Linked DNA regions of Gasterosteus aculeatus: region 1 is linked to region 2. Evidence: chromatin contacts called from public Hi-C data. All regions are on one chromosome and are shown on one strand. Each heading gives the region's core, a stretch centred on a gene start, on an enhancer-like site or on the middle of the called end of the contact. The rest is flanking DNA. Distances are from core to core; before and after follow the strand shown. Region 1 holds the start of dmxl1 (Dmx like 1). Region 2 holds the start of commd10 (COMM domain containing 10).

Region 1 (6,444 bases), core at 967-3,466, 180 kb after region 2:
GTTTCAACACTGCCCTCTTGTGATGTTACGCAATAGTGTCATGCTTGAGAATATCTGTTTTTTGTTGTTTTCATATTATTGTATTCCTATGATGAGATCGTAATATATAAACAAATTGTCCCACAAAAAATCGAGAAACTCATAAACATGGTGGATCGTTTTACCAATTATACCTTTTTAGAAGATATGTGTTGTATATTAGAGACAAAAGACATTGGAGGTGAAGAGGAAGAGGAAGCGCGTCAGCGATCTTGAAACGGTCGATGTAGGTCTTTAGCGATGCTGACACATTCAAATTGCAATATGTTTGGACTGGTTTTAGCGCTCTGCCCTTATGCAACTGTAATAATAGCTATATGCATGTATGTGTATGCTCACTTTAACATAGTGCTCTATAAAACAAAATGGTTTAAGCCTTGAATTGAGTATCAGCATCTGTTCTCTGGCACAGGGAGCTTTAACATTCACTAAACTCCATTATAGTTATTTCCAATTTCAGACGGGAGAGATTTTTTCTTCTTCTTTCTTTTTAGGCATCTTCACTACAAAGAAACTATTGCTGGCAAAGGCGCTCATACACAAACTCAAAAAACTCAATATCACACTGAAGAGCACTATCCTTTATACACCGTGGACGAGAGTTTGTCTGTGGAAGAATTCGTATTTTCGCTGTGGATTTTTTCAAAGACAAACCCATGTGTGTGTGTGTGTGTGTTTGTACATGTGTGCACAAGCATGCATGCGTGCAAGAATATAATGTCATTTTTTTGCACATACATTTAACCTGCACACGTATATGTGTTTATTAAAACTATAAATCACTATTTATCACACTAATAAAGATGCATATTTAATAAGTCAGTGACCTACTTCCTGAATGGGAAGTCAACAGTTTCCTCATCATCACCATCCAACTCCCAGGACGATGAATGTCGCCAACCTTCCTTAATGTCACTGCCACGTCACCCATTTGAATTATTCATAGTGACTGTCGTTCCCACTTATCTCCTAGCGCGTTAATCGAGTAAGAAGCCTTCCACCCTCCCGTCCTCATTAATTTCCCATTCAACAGTGTTTTACCCGTGGAGATTGGGTCGAATGTGCAGAAATATTTACAAGTAGAAATTAAGAAGTTAGCTGGAGGCTAAATGTCATGTAGCCGGGATAATATCTTACGCTGTGTAAAGTCAGCGTTCAGTCATCGTAACGACAGGCCTCCATTGATCTGAATGAGGGAAAGGGGTAAGAAAGATGTACTTAAAAAACAAGAGCAAAAAATAACATCTGATCATAAGACCGGAATATAGTCCAGTTCTACCATAGTGGTCAAAGTAAACTAGAGACCAGAGTATTGAGCAACAGTGACATCCTGTGGTTGCTAATGGGCTCAATGCAAATCTGATTTAGATTGAATTTACATTGGACTACCAAGCATTGTGGAAATATCATTTTACAACACTAGAAAAGTAACAGGTTGAAAATCTCAGCAAATGGCAGATGAGCAGTTGCCCAAAATGTCTTGCCCCTAAATAAGTAAAGAGAGTGTTGCCGATAGATATTACCTGTCTAGGATGACAAACAAACTTGGTTCGACAAGCTTTAGAACACATTTAAACTGTCACACACTGAATTCACACATGAGAGGGTTATTTTTACTTCACAGTGAAATACTAATACAGGGTGTGTTATTTCACCAGGACATTAATGTTAATGGTAAACAAACACACTTCTCCCCGTTCAAAGGGCTTTGACACTACATGTCATTCATACAATGATGGAAGCTAGCTACCATACACAGTGGCACCTGTAACCCATCGGTGACTATCATTCTCACCATTCACACATCATAGTCAAAGCCATGTTGGGGTTAAGTGTAACAGTACACTGTTACAGTACACTGTTACACCAAGTACAACCATTGTTACACCAAGTACAACCATTGCCTATATAGCAGCATCCCGACCGATCTGCGTTTACATAGTTATCATGTGCTGCTTACTCATCTCGATGCTGCATGGGTTAAATGGTGGTTGCAAATCCATTCAAGTTAGTAAAAGCTACTTTAACCCCTTTAGGGGCACTGTTAAATAGGAAAATATGACTTATATTTCACCATATGATCACATTGCAGTTATGTAATACTCGTCTACAGAAAACAACTGTAAAAAACAAACAAACAGCCACACGTGAGGTGTCCGCTGCGAGCCTGCAGGCCCTGCGCTGATGTCACAGGGCAACTACAAGGACCACAATGCACTGCAGCGAACGGTCATAATCATGACACATCTTCAACATGGGAAAAAGCTTCCCTCTTGGAAGCGTTTTACTTGCTAACCTCGGGCAGACGCTGCCCCCTTCCCGCGGTCAGCGCTCGCAGAAGTATTCATAAAGCCGCTGGTCTCAGCCAGCACAGATTGTCAGGCGTGCACACGTGACCGAATGTTTAGCTAGCTGTCTCGCTCCGCAGCTCGATAGAAGACAGCCTCGCATGCTAGCGCGCGCTAACGCCAGCTAGCCGAGGGGACGTGACGTTTAACGGCGGAGAGGTAACCTACGTGCATCGAAGACACGGGCTTTGAGGGACATTATCAAGTAGATACGCGGGGTAAGTAGCGCGCCACCGCGTTTAACGTCAGGTTGTGTCGCGGTGTTTGTGTTACTGGTGAAGCTGCAGTTTGACGTTAGCCAAACTTGACAGCCAAGTTAGCCACAGCATTCGACGACTTGAACACAGGTAGTTGGCCGCTGGCTAACGTGTCAGGTGTTTGCTTGAAGTCATCGGGACACTCGACCACCTGTGTGTCTCATCCGTACCGGGCCCACGGTGTGACCCAGACGCGGTCTCAGTTGGGCTGTTTGGTGGGGAAACGTTTATCACGTGAGTCGCCACCGCACGGACGACATGACGCGCGTCGCCTCCAAACCACTGAACCGTGTGTTTGTGCACGAAAACATTTTGACACCCGTCGTCCGCTTAAAAGACATTACACGGCGATTTGACGGTTGCAATAATAATAATTATTATATTATTAAGTCATGTGCCTTTCCCCGGAACAGAAATATGTAACGTTCGCTAACGTTAACCGAGTCAGCAATATGGCTTTAGGAGACGTAATGTGTTTGTTTTTTTATTTTATATATGTTTCCTAATACCAGACGTCCCATTGTCACGATACAGCTACTTAAGTCGGGATGTTGACCTATAACCATCAGTATTGAGAAATCCTTTGCATTGCACGAGCATTGTAAAACAAGTGGTAAAGCAAAGGTGAGCTGAAGTGGAATAAAGGTGTAAGTGAGACTGCTGCTTGGCGCTGAATCACTTCTGGCACCTGCTCTGCACTCTTTTTTTATAAAGGCCTTTTAGTGTCTATTGGACAGATGGGGGTCTGTCAAAAGGCCAATCAAAACCTCTCATTGTAATCTAATTTAGCTATGGCAGTCATACGATTGCTTCTCTCATATACACATGACACAATTTTCTACGTGGGCAGTGAACAGAAGCTGCTAGACATTCTTGCCTTTTCAAGGATTATACAACACTGGACGTGTGCTGTCATCAGACTAATCAAGCTTGCTGATTTTTTTTATTATTTTTTTACGCTTCCTGAAAGGCCTCCCTGCTATTTATCTGGCTGTATTCAACCTGGTGGTCACTCCAATTCCTAATAGATACTAATTAGTTTGACAATCAAGAAACTCACTACATTAGAGCGGCAGTGAAAGATGATCAGCTCACACAAGTAGTACGAGTTTTAGGGTAATTCAGTCTTTAACCTTGATCAAGTGACCCATGACGCCAATTTCCACTGTCTGTGTGCCGAATAGGTTTGATGCTTATTTGCAGCTAGTTGGTTTCCCATACTGCCAGCATGTTTTCATACAATGGTCCCATTGTGAGACCCATTTCATGCTGTTTTTGACCGGTGCAGAAAAACTCTTGATGCTCTGTATGAAAACTATAATTCAATGAAAACAATTTGCAGACCATTTATTTCCTTCTCCCACATGCTGAGTGTTGAATCAATATCCATGTTAGTAATATGCTCTAGGCTTGATGTGTACTGAAACAATATATTCTCTGTTTTATGTCTTCCGTCTCGTTGTTTCTCTCTTCAGTACAGCAAGCCTGCAAAGACACTGAAGTGAGTTCCCAGGATAAGGACAAAGATGAACACGTCCTTCCCATGGTTTCCCATGAATCTCACCTGGAGTGGAAGGGTGTTTTGAGAAGGGCGACCGCAGAAGGAACACAAGGAGACCGGAAATAAGAGCCATGAATCTCCATCAGGTCCTCACAGGAGCCGTCAACCCTGGAGACAATTGTTTTTCTGTGGGGAGCGTCAACAATGTGCCATTCACGGTAAGATGTATCAGGCTTTCTGTTAGCAAGGGGACTTATTTCCTAATTCACAATGAGACTAAATAGATTAACATTGTTTTATTTTTTATAGTCAATAATTTGTCATGCAATAGGTGTTTTTTTGTTGTTCTTTGTTAAAAGCAGCATTACAGATGAGTGATCAAATTAACAATTGGCTCATTTGAAAAGATTTTTCTGGATGGAAATGTCAATTCCCCATCCTGCCTGGTGATCATACAAACAATACAATTTTTCTAAGAAGTAGACAACATTTACAGTAGCCACTCCTAGTAAACTTTGTGAAATACAAGTTCTACTCTTTTTTTTTTTTTTTTTTTTTTCCCAGGTGAGGTAGCACACGTCCATTGTAAAGCCCTGCCGGAGGGAAACGTGTAATTAGTTTTGTCAACATCTCCCAGTTCGAAGTATTAACACAAAGGAGGGAAGGTACTAAACCGACCAGGGCTGCAGGCTGGTGGCCTCATTTTTAAGTGTTGCACAGTCTAAACCCTCTTCCCACGCAAAAGTTTGGAGCCATTAAAAAAAAAGCGGCACACTTGTACGGAAACTCTGGTCCGTACGTACGCACACTATGAGACGGAAATTTGACAACACAAATTCGATGCCAGTTTTTGAAGAATGAAATACAGACCCATTATTGTTTGTAGAAATCCAAGATAACAGATAACCTGCCGTCAGGGGGGTTGTAGGGACGAATTAGGAAACCGTTAGATGCCAAATCATTTTTTAAGATCACGCTCAAAAGTGCAAAAGCATTGCCCTCTACTGCAGGACGTCCTGAAGGTCTTAGGACTGTGTGTCTGGAAAAACAAAGCCACACCTGACCACAGCTTTTGCCCTTTGTGGAGTCAACGGCAACTCTTGTGTGACACGACCGCAATTCTATTCAGAGAGTAAATCAATAGAACTATTTACGTCCGCCCGTCCTCCTGCGACAGATTCACGGTGACTCACGGCTCATGTGGAGATCTCCCTCCGAGAGCGACTGAAAAGGCATTGAATTCTAATCTTATCTGCTCGTGTCCCAGAGCTGTCATATGTTTGTGGTTTGATGCGGTGACACTGGCTCCAGGACAAGTGAAGTTCACATGACCCTCCCTCCTCCTCCTCCTCCTCCTCCCCCTCATGAGTGTTCTCTTCAATCCCCCCGCTCTCTCTCGGCAGGCCTATGCGTCAGGTTGTGACGTGGTGATTTTGGGCAGCGACTTTGAGCGACTGCAGATCATCCCCGGGGCCAAACATGGCAACATCCAGGTCTGCTGTGTCGACTGCTCGCTGCAGGGTGGAAAGGTAATGGACGTGTTCCTGGAATAACATGCGCTTTGCAGTTTAAATGACTGTTTTAGTAGATTTATTCATGGCTTATCAGTGGGAAGGTATATTCAAATGAAAAAGCGATGGGGATTTTTGGTTCGTGATTACATTTTTGTGTTTTTGATTGGAGGTCAATATTGTAGATCATTAGTGGATAAAGAATTTGCTACAGAAAGTGTTGCTGTCATATACAAACAATGAAGGACATACGAATAATACAAAGGAATTCATATGTTATGTGTGTTCATCTTTCAGTGTTTTCCCCATTGACCGGACCGTTCTCCTGAATGACTACACAGTCAGAGTTGAATGCGTGGTGGTCAGTGCAGTGTCCGCAGAATCTTATCTATCTCGTGAATCCCGCCCAAACGTTGCTAAAAAGACTGTTCTTCAATTTGGATTCAGACTGATGATGATGAATCCTTTATTGGCGGGCACATAATTGTCTAGCTCTTTATTTATTTAGTGTTCACAGCTCTTGCCTTCAGGGAAGAGCGGTATTGGCACCATCAACGTTGGTTTCAATGAACTTTTGCTTGCTGTCATCCCATCGAAGGACCAAGTAGTGGCACAGCAGGCACATTCGCTCATGAAATGACACTCACCACCCATTTAATGACCCCAAAGTGGGTTGCTGTGATGTTTTTGTAATTTATATCTGGGACAGATCTGCATTAATGTCTGTTTCTTATTGTGCTTTGTTCGGAGTTGAGCTACAGGGAGACAGCAGAATAGTTTGTGTATAC
Region 2 (6,801 bases), core at 434-2,933:
GTGCCGTGTCAGCGGTAAAGAACATGAACCTGCCGGAAATGCCCAGAAACATCAACATTGGCGACATCAGCATCAAAGTGCCAAATTTACCTTCCTTCAAGTAGCGGCAGCGAGGTCGTGAAGCTGCAGTCAGCCGATGTTTACCGCGATGCAATCTGCTTACCAAAACCTCAAACTACTAACTTGTATCAACTACACAGCTTCTGGTCCTGTTTGACACTCCCTGTTTTGGTGTTACTCCTCTTTTCTTTTCTTTTCTTTTTTTCCTGTTGAACAAACAAAAAAGGTTTCATGTTTTTTGTTTGTTCCTTCTCTTGGAAGGAAAAATGAAGTATTTATTTATTTGTGGTACATTCCTTATGCCTCGGTGGAGGTTGACGTTAAGCTGCTACAGAACAGATCTGTGACAGTTTGTAACTAAAATGATTTCACCGACTCAAGTGTTTACTTAAGGAGACCGCGTGGCAGGTGGTTACGTTATGGGAAATTCTTTTTGGTTTGGTAATTCCGGACAAGAGAAATGAATCAATGAAGGTAAGCGCATGAAACTACTTCAAATATCAAATCAAAAAAGGTCTGCCACAGTATTGACATCTTCATGAATTACCGCTTGTTTGTAACCTCAGTGAAAAGAATATTCTATTACAGATATGCTGTGTGTGGAAATATGGATATATATATATATATACTGAAATGATTTTCTCTTTTCTTATTTGTATGCAAAATATTTTAAAATGATTTATCATGTCTTATCAATAATGATCTTAATTTTAATTTGCATGACCTTTTTTTTTCCAACATAATAAACTGTCAACTCAACTTTTTGTGATTGCCTTATTGTGCATTTTTCATTCTCACTTTATTTACTGTACTGCTGCTATTGCGCACAAATTTCCCCTTGGGGATTAATAAAGTTTATATCTATCTATTTTGTTACTCTTGTATTGTAATCTCAACAATATTGCCATAGATGCAGCATATCTACGTGGTCCCCGGTAATGATGCTCCACTGATGACTTTATTAATGGTCAATAGAAAATGCACTCATCCATTATTTATTTATATATATATATATATATTTTATGAGCAGTTAGTCGAATACATTTTGGGTTGTGAAAACTCTTTGCCTGGTCATTCCCGCCCTTGAATTACTGCACATATGTGGATATATACATTAATAAAAAGCCAATGGGTCTTTTGTAATGACCTGACCTATGATTTGTCTTATTAATGACTCCACAGACTCTCAAAGCATTAATAAATCATTTATGAACAACAAAGCATGTTGACATAGGGACTTTATAAAGGGTATCCTTTCCATATTAACCTTTTGTAGTACTTCTAAAATGTAATCTATTAACCTTACCTCTACATTTAAGATGAAAATGTAATTTATACTTTGACACATTTATTTGGCACACTTTTTACACATCTGCTTTCTTGATAGGATGCATTATTACACTAGTAATCTTCCACATTGTCGAACAAGAATTAAATGGTTGTCAGTGACTGATATATAAAAATATAACGCATAAGTTGACTTTAAAAACTCTTCCTATTAGCAATCCTGTGCTGCTGCATTAGAACTATTGTATTTAATTTGTAATGGAGTATTTTTGTTATTTTTAAATACGCCATGTGTTATATAGTACGTATAGTACTAATTGAAGCATGGCAGGGAAACAATGACGCTTCCGTTCGCGCATCTGTCGCCGGCTCTGTTTGTCCATCGCGTATTCCGTAGTTACTGCTGCAGCAGATACTTCATCGTGCGCAGCTTTTACGCAAACTAAAAAAATGTATCGTGTCTCTCCTGCGCTTTGCTGCGCATAATCACGCAGCTTTGAGCGTCACGGGATTCGTCTCGTGACAACAGGAAGAAGGAACAACAGTGAGGACGCCGCCGCCCCCGCCGCTGCTGCAACACATTTAGACTGTTCACGTTTCATTTGCAGAAAGCAACAATCAACAATGACTTCGTTTATAAAAGAAACGGAGAGGTGAGCTTTTAGATTGTATTTAGAGAAAGTAAATCCTTTCTGTAACGTCTGCTTACGTGACGATACCTGTTGCCAAATCCCGTAAAAGGTTCCCGGTATTGATTTGTTGTTTTAATGGACCTTAGCAAAAAGCTTACACTAGTTTTGGAATGGTTTCTGTAGCTGCTGTCCTCATTAGGTCAAATGTTGTAACTTAGTAAGTCAAATCTTTAAGGACTTGCAAACTAAAGTTTTTAGACGTACAACTTGCCTTTTTAAAGGTCCAAACCAGGACTTCAATCATTTCAATTGAAAAATTAAAACAAAACCGTTTGCCACAGACCAAAATGGGATGTTTTTCAGTGTAAGAACTATTCAAACAATAGAATAAGTCCAAAATAATAATTTTCCCACGGAACCCATTGCAATATATAGAAGACACTGCTGCATATGATGCTATAGGTGTTCATTGCTGTGTTGTTTGTAGTTTGTGTGTTTGTTATCGGTGTAAAGTAGTTGCTTTTAAAAGCGGGACGCACCTGTCATGTATGACATCATACTCCAGCAGAGAGCCGTGAAATTTGTTTCTTCACTAAACGACCTGACTCCTTTCTACGCAGCCGCCATTAACACTCACGACACTTCTCTCTCCGAAACAGCATTAAAGAAGCGGTGACTTTCATCAACGCGATTGACGTCAACAAGTTCTCCAGGCTGATCTCCCGCATCATACAAAAGCTTCACCTGAAGGTGCGGAGACCGTGTGCACACGCAGAGACGAGCGAGCGCAGTGCATAATGAGCCGCTGGAGCATCAGTCACACTCGGCTCTAACGAATGCACGCACGTCTCAATCACACTGGTTCTTCACAAGATTTCACTGGCTGTCAAGTTTCCAGTCAGTAATGCTAAAAACAATGTATATGTTGACTTGTGTTTTTTTGAAGTGCAGACACATGACACACTGTTTGTTCAAATGAGAATATTTAAAAGACATCAAAACCTGTTAAAGCCTGAAAAGCACAGGTGCACCTGACTAGTTTAAAATGTTTAATGTGATTGCTCACTGACATGGCTTCCTGTTACATATCATATGTAGAGCCACTGTTAATGTTAATTTTACTGCGGAAAGGGTGCGTAGACGTGCATAACTCCCTGGCGGTTGTCCAAATGTCTGAATAAAATGCATTTGAACTGTTGGACATTACCTGTGTGTCAGAGGCCACAATACAATCTATTCTAAAGATAGTTTAAATATTTGTGCATTTGACTTTCAATCCAATATTTGCTTTGAAAACGATCAGTCTCAAACAATCAATGAGTGAATCACGTCTCGTACACAGGGTGAGCGGACATTCAGTGAGGAGGAGGAAGAGAAACTTCAATCTGCGCTCTCGTTGGATAAACAGGCTCTGAGTCTCGTCCTGGAAACGGCTGCCTTCATATTGGAGCAGGTGAGGAGGGACGGTCGTCTGACATTTGTTACAGACATCTGACATTTTATTTTTCTTCATAGCGTAATTTTACTAGATTTTAGGTATTTTTGAAAAATAAGTTGTATTTGTTAATACTGCATATTTAGTTAGCTCAGTTAAATATAATGAATTTAAGGGTTCGACATTAGGTATCAGCTGTGATATCGGAGGCCAAGTGAGAAAAACAATGTTCTGTATGACCACGTTGCTTGGGTATTGGGAAAGAAAGAACATCATTTTAGCCCACTTATATTATTTTGTTTCAGTGCATTCAACTGACAAACAAAAAGACACTGACGTAAAAGAACATGCAAATTACTATTTTTCTGTTTTGCTAAAATATATATTTTCAGGGCTTTTGTCTCCGTTAGTGTGCGTCGCATTGTGAGTCTCCAGCTGGGGTCGCTGTTGTATCATGAGTAGTTTTAACACGGAGCCATGTTAAGTGTCTGGAGTGGCATTAGTCACATCTGTAAGAGCTAACTGTTGATAAGCCTCGGTGGACGGCGTGTAAAGCTAGTGCCCTGACCCGTGCCCCCTCTCCTCCTCAGGCGGTGTATTATAATGTGAAGCCGACCTCTCTGCAGCAACAGCTGGAGGCGGTTCATCTAAACCCTGAAAAGGCCGAGGTGTTCTCTCTAACCTGGGCCGCGGCCGGACCCGAGCTGGTGGAGAAACTCAAGCACAACACCTTTGCCCCGAAGAAGGTGAGTTTGATAAACAACTGTATTTGTTCAGCCGTCGTTACCATCAGACAGCTCTCACAAGCGCAGACCTCGACCTGAGCAGGTCACCGCCGTGTCAGATCAATCCTCTCCCAGACACTTTTTCATCCCTTTGAACCGAGCACCGTTTGGTGGCAACGTTATAGTCGCTTGATACTAAATTGAGAATTGACACGATCCAGACTGACCTGCTTTTGTGTGAATTCATTTCCAGCTTTTTGCCGTACAAAGAGGTTCCTTCTCAGCTAACGAGTTGTCACATTCATCTTTAAAATGTCCTCCCGATAGCTGGATAAAGCACTGACACATCAAAAAGAATTTCTTACAACGTCAAGGGAATCAAGATCTAACGGCATGTAAATAAGCAGCATGTAACCATCAGTCACCCCCCCCATGGATTTGTTCCTGCCAGCAGAAGGCCGTGGCAGCCATTGATCCCGGAAACGACCTCTGCCTTAACGTAACTTTTCTAAACTGTTCTGCTAGTGTTGCTACCAATTAGACATAGATCGAACTAGATGTTAAAGGGACAGGTCATCCCAACATAAATAAATACACATTTGTACGCTAACCCGGAGTGCAACAAAACAACATTGACAAATGTGTTTTGAGGGTAATTTTTCGCTTTTCACAAATGCGTAACACACAAATACCAACTGAGTTGAGACAATACAATAAATAAATCTAACCCAACTGAAGCGTTCCACCTATATATATCCTGTGTTTGTATTTATTCATTGCACAAATCACGTGTCATGGGGCGTTCCGTTGCATTTGTGTGTGCCGTTTTGAGCCTGCGATCCACAAATGGATGTCGCGTTTAGAATTGCTGGTGCAAGACTCTGACGTCCAAACTTTAAATGCCTCGGAGATCAATTTCTCTCCATAACGATCTTTGTTGAGGTGCGCTGCTCTTTGGAATTGGCTTTCCCGGCTGGACTCGACAGGAGGTTATTCTTACCGCTGCTCTCTGCCGGTGGTCTGATTGATTTGCCCCGCTGCTGTTTTAATCAACGATGCTGCTTTCAGGAGAATTAAGAAATTTGTCTTTGTCTGCGGTGAACAGTGAGGACACCTTTTGGTTACCTGCTTGCTTTTCTTCTTTCTTTTTTTTAAATGACTGCTGCTGGCATTGTGCCAAACAACACACCCACCAAAATAGGAAGACAGCGGAGCACAACACGCAGACATAAATCACGCTGGCGGAACATTTATGTATTCCCCGATGATAATAAGCGAGATATCATCTGTCTGCAATGTTTATTCCTGCTAATGCGGACGCTGTTCCGGTGGTATGACGGTGGCCCGGCCTTCCCCCACCTCACACCTGTCTTCTGATGCTCTGGGAGCATCCAGGCCCAATAAGTCACACATGGTTTATTATCACGGCCTCTGCCTGCATCATAAAACACTTCAGCGGCGCGCCTTGACTCTGTCTATCTATCACACCGCAGCTACAGCTGGCTGAGAGTTATGGTCTGACAGCTTGGACACGAGGTATCTTAAAACTTTGGGGAGATAAGGAAAAGTTCCACAGAGTTCAATTTAAGGCCTATAATTACCATATTCAATGTTGTAGTACAGCGGCTGCTTCTGAGTTCAGGTCGAGGTCATCAGTCCACGGGCAGCCAACAAGCCGTTAATGACCTGTGAACACTCCAACTACAGGAATGTTTCTTCATAAAAAAGGGACAAACAAGTTAGAAAATCACTTGTTATCATGAATAAACCGAGAAGTCAAAATCTAGAACAAAAATCTGCAAGATTTTGTTAATTGATTATGTATAAATAAAATGTCTGCAGCTATAACAATAATGGAGGGTAGTCTGCTTGTCTTACGTTATAGTAAATTGAATATTTTTGGGATTTGGATGACATTGGGTGACATCACAGTGTTCTCTACTATCTTATTAGGTTTTAAAGTTCAGTGATATCGTGCTTCTCAAGAGCTCTGTGGGAATTAAACGATAGGAACGAGAGTCAAATGGTGAGATTATGGGTAAAAAGGCTTAATACAACATCAATATACACATATCCGAAGAAAATCGGGACGTTATTTCTTGGGAAAACTGCTTTTCAAATGTGTCGATTGGCATCTGTTAAATGGCCTCGAGTGGCTGCGTTTGTGCGTTGCAGCTGCAGTACGTCGGCTGGCAGTTGAACCTGCAGATGGCCCAGTCCAGCCAAGCCCGACTGAAGTCCCCCAGCGCCGTCCTCCAACTGGGGCTTCGCAATGACAACTCTGAGGTATGAACTGACAGACACACACATATATTTATATTTATATATATATTTAAAAGAAGAAACCTCTAAAAAAAACATTATCCACAACGTGTGATTACAGAGAACTGTTCTGCGCTCGTGCCGAAGGAGCAGCATCTCCACTCTGCCTGTCTGTCTTTGCTAATTGATGGTAATCCCTCTGGTGTCTGTTTTGACCCAGAGGTAGACGCACATCTGGCTGCAGAGGAACCGTAGTGTAAAGACCAGAGATCCGGGAGCTTGTTAGTGGAAACCTCCAGGGTTTTTTTTTTTTGTTCTCTTGGGAGACTTTCTCTGTAGCTACAATTGGACGGCATGTGCGTTTATAGGAGGCGACCAGCTTTAAGTGTGTATGTGCTCA

The links. A called contact is a pair of places that touch in the nucleus more often than the background predicts.
Region 1: a Hi-C map of liver shows a contact between it and region 2, with 2.6 times the contacts expected there. The contact joins the promoter of dmxl1 here to the promoter of commd10 in region 2. A contact is called at or near these places in 5 of 6 Hi-C or Micro-C datasets (liver, skeletal muscle, tail fin and 1 more).

Annotation. Positions count from the first base shown.
Region 1 is chr13:6,528,454-6,534,897 of fGasAcu3.hap1.1, forward strand. dmxl1 (Dmx like 1) reads left to right here and starts at 2,217. Exons shown (of 51, transcript XM_040195678.2): 1 at 2,217-2,605; 2 at 4,120-4,363; 3 at 5,549-5,674. The coding sequence starts at 4,277.
Region 2 is chr13:6,344,292-6,351,092 of fGasAcu3.hap1.1, forward strand. It overlaps commd10 (COMM domain containing 10), which reads left to right and starts at 1,684. Exons shown (of 7, transcript XM_040196196.2): 1 at 1,684-2,000; 2 at 2,639-2,729; 3 at 3,322-3,432; 4 at 4,005-4,160; 5 at 6,315-6,425. The coding sequence starts at 1,972. It overlaps ap3s1 (adaptor related protein complex 3 subunit sigma 1), which reads left to right. Exons shown (of 6, transcript XM_040195158.2): 6 at 1-819. The coding sequence ends at 104.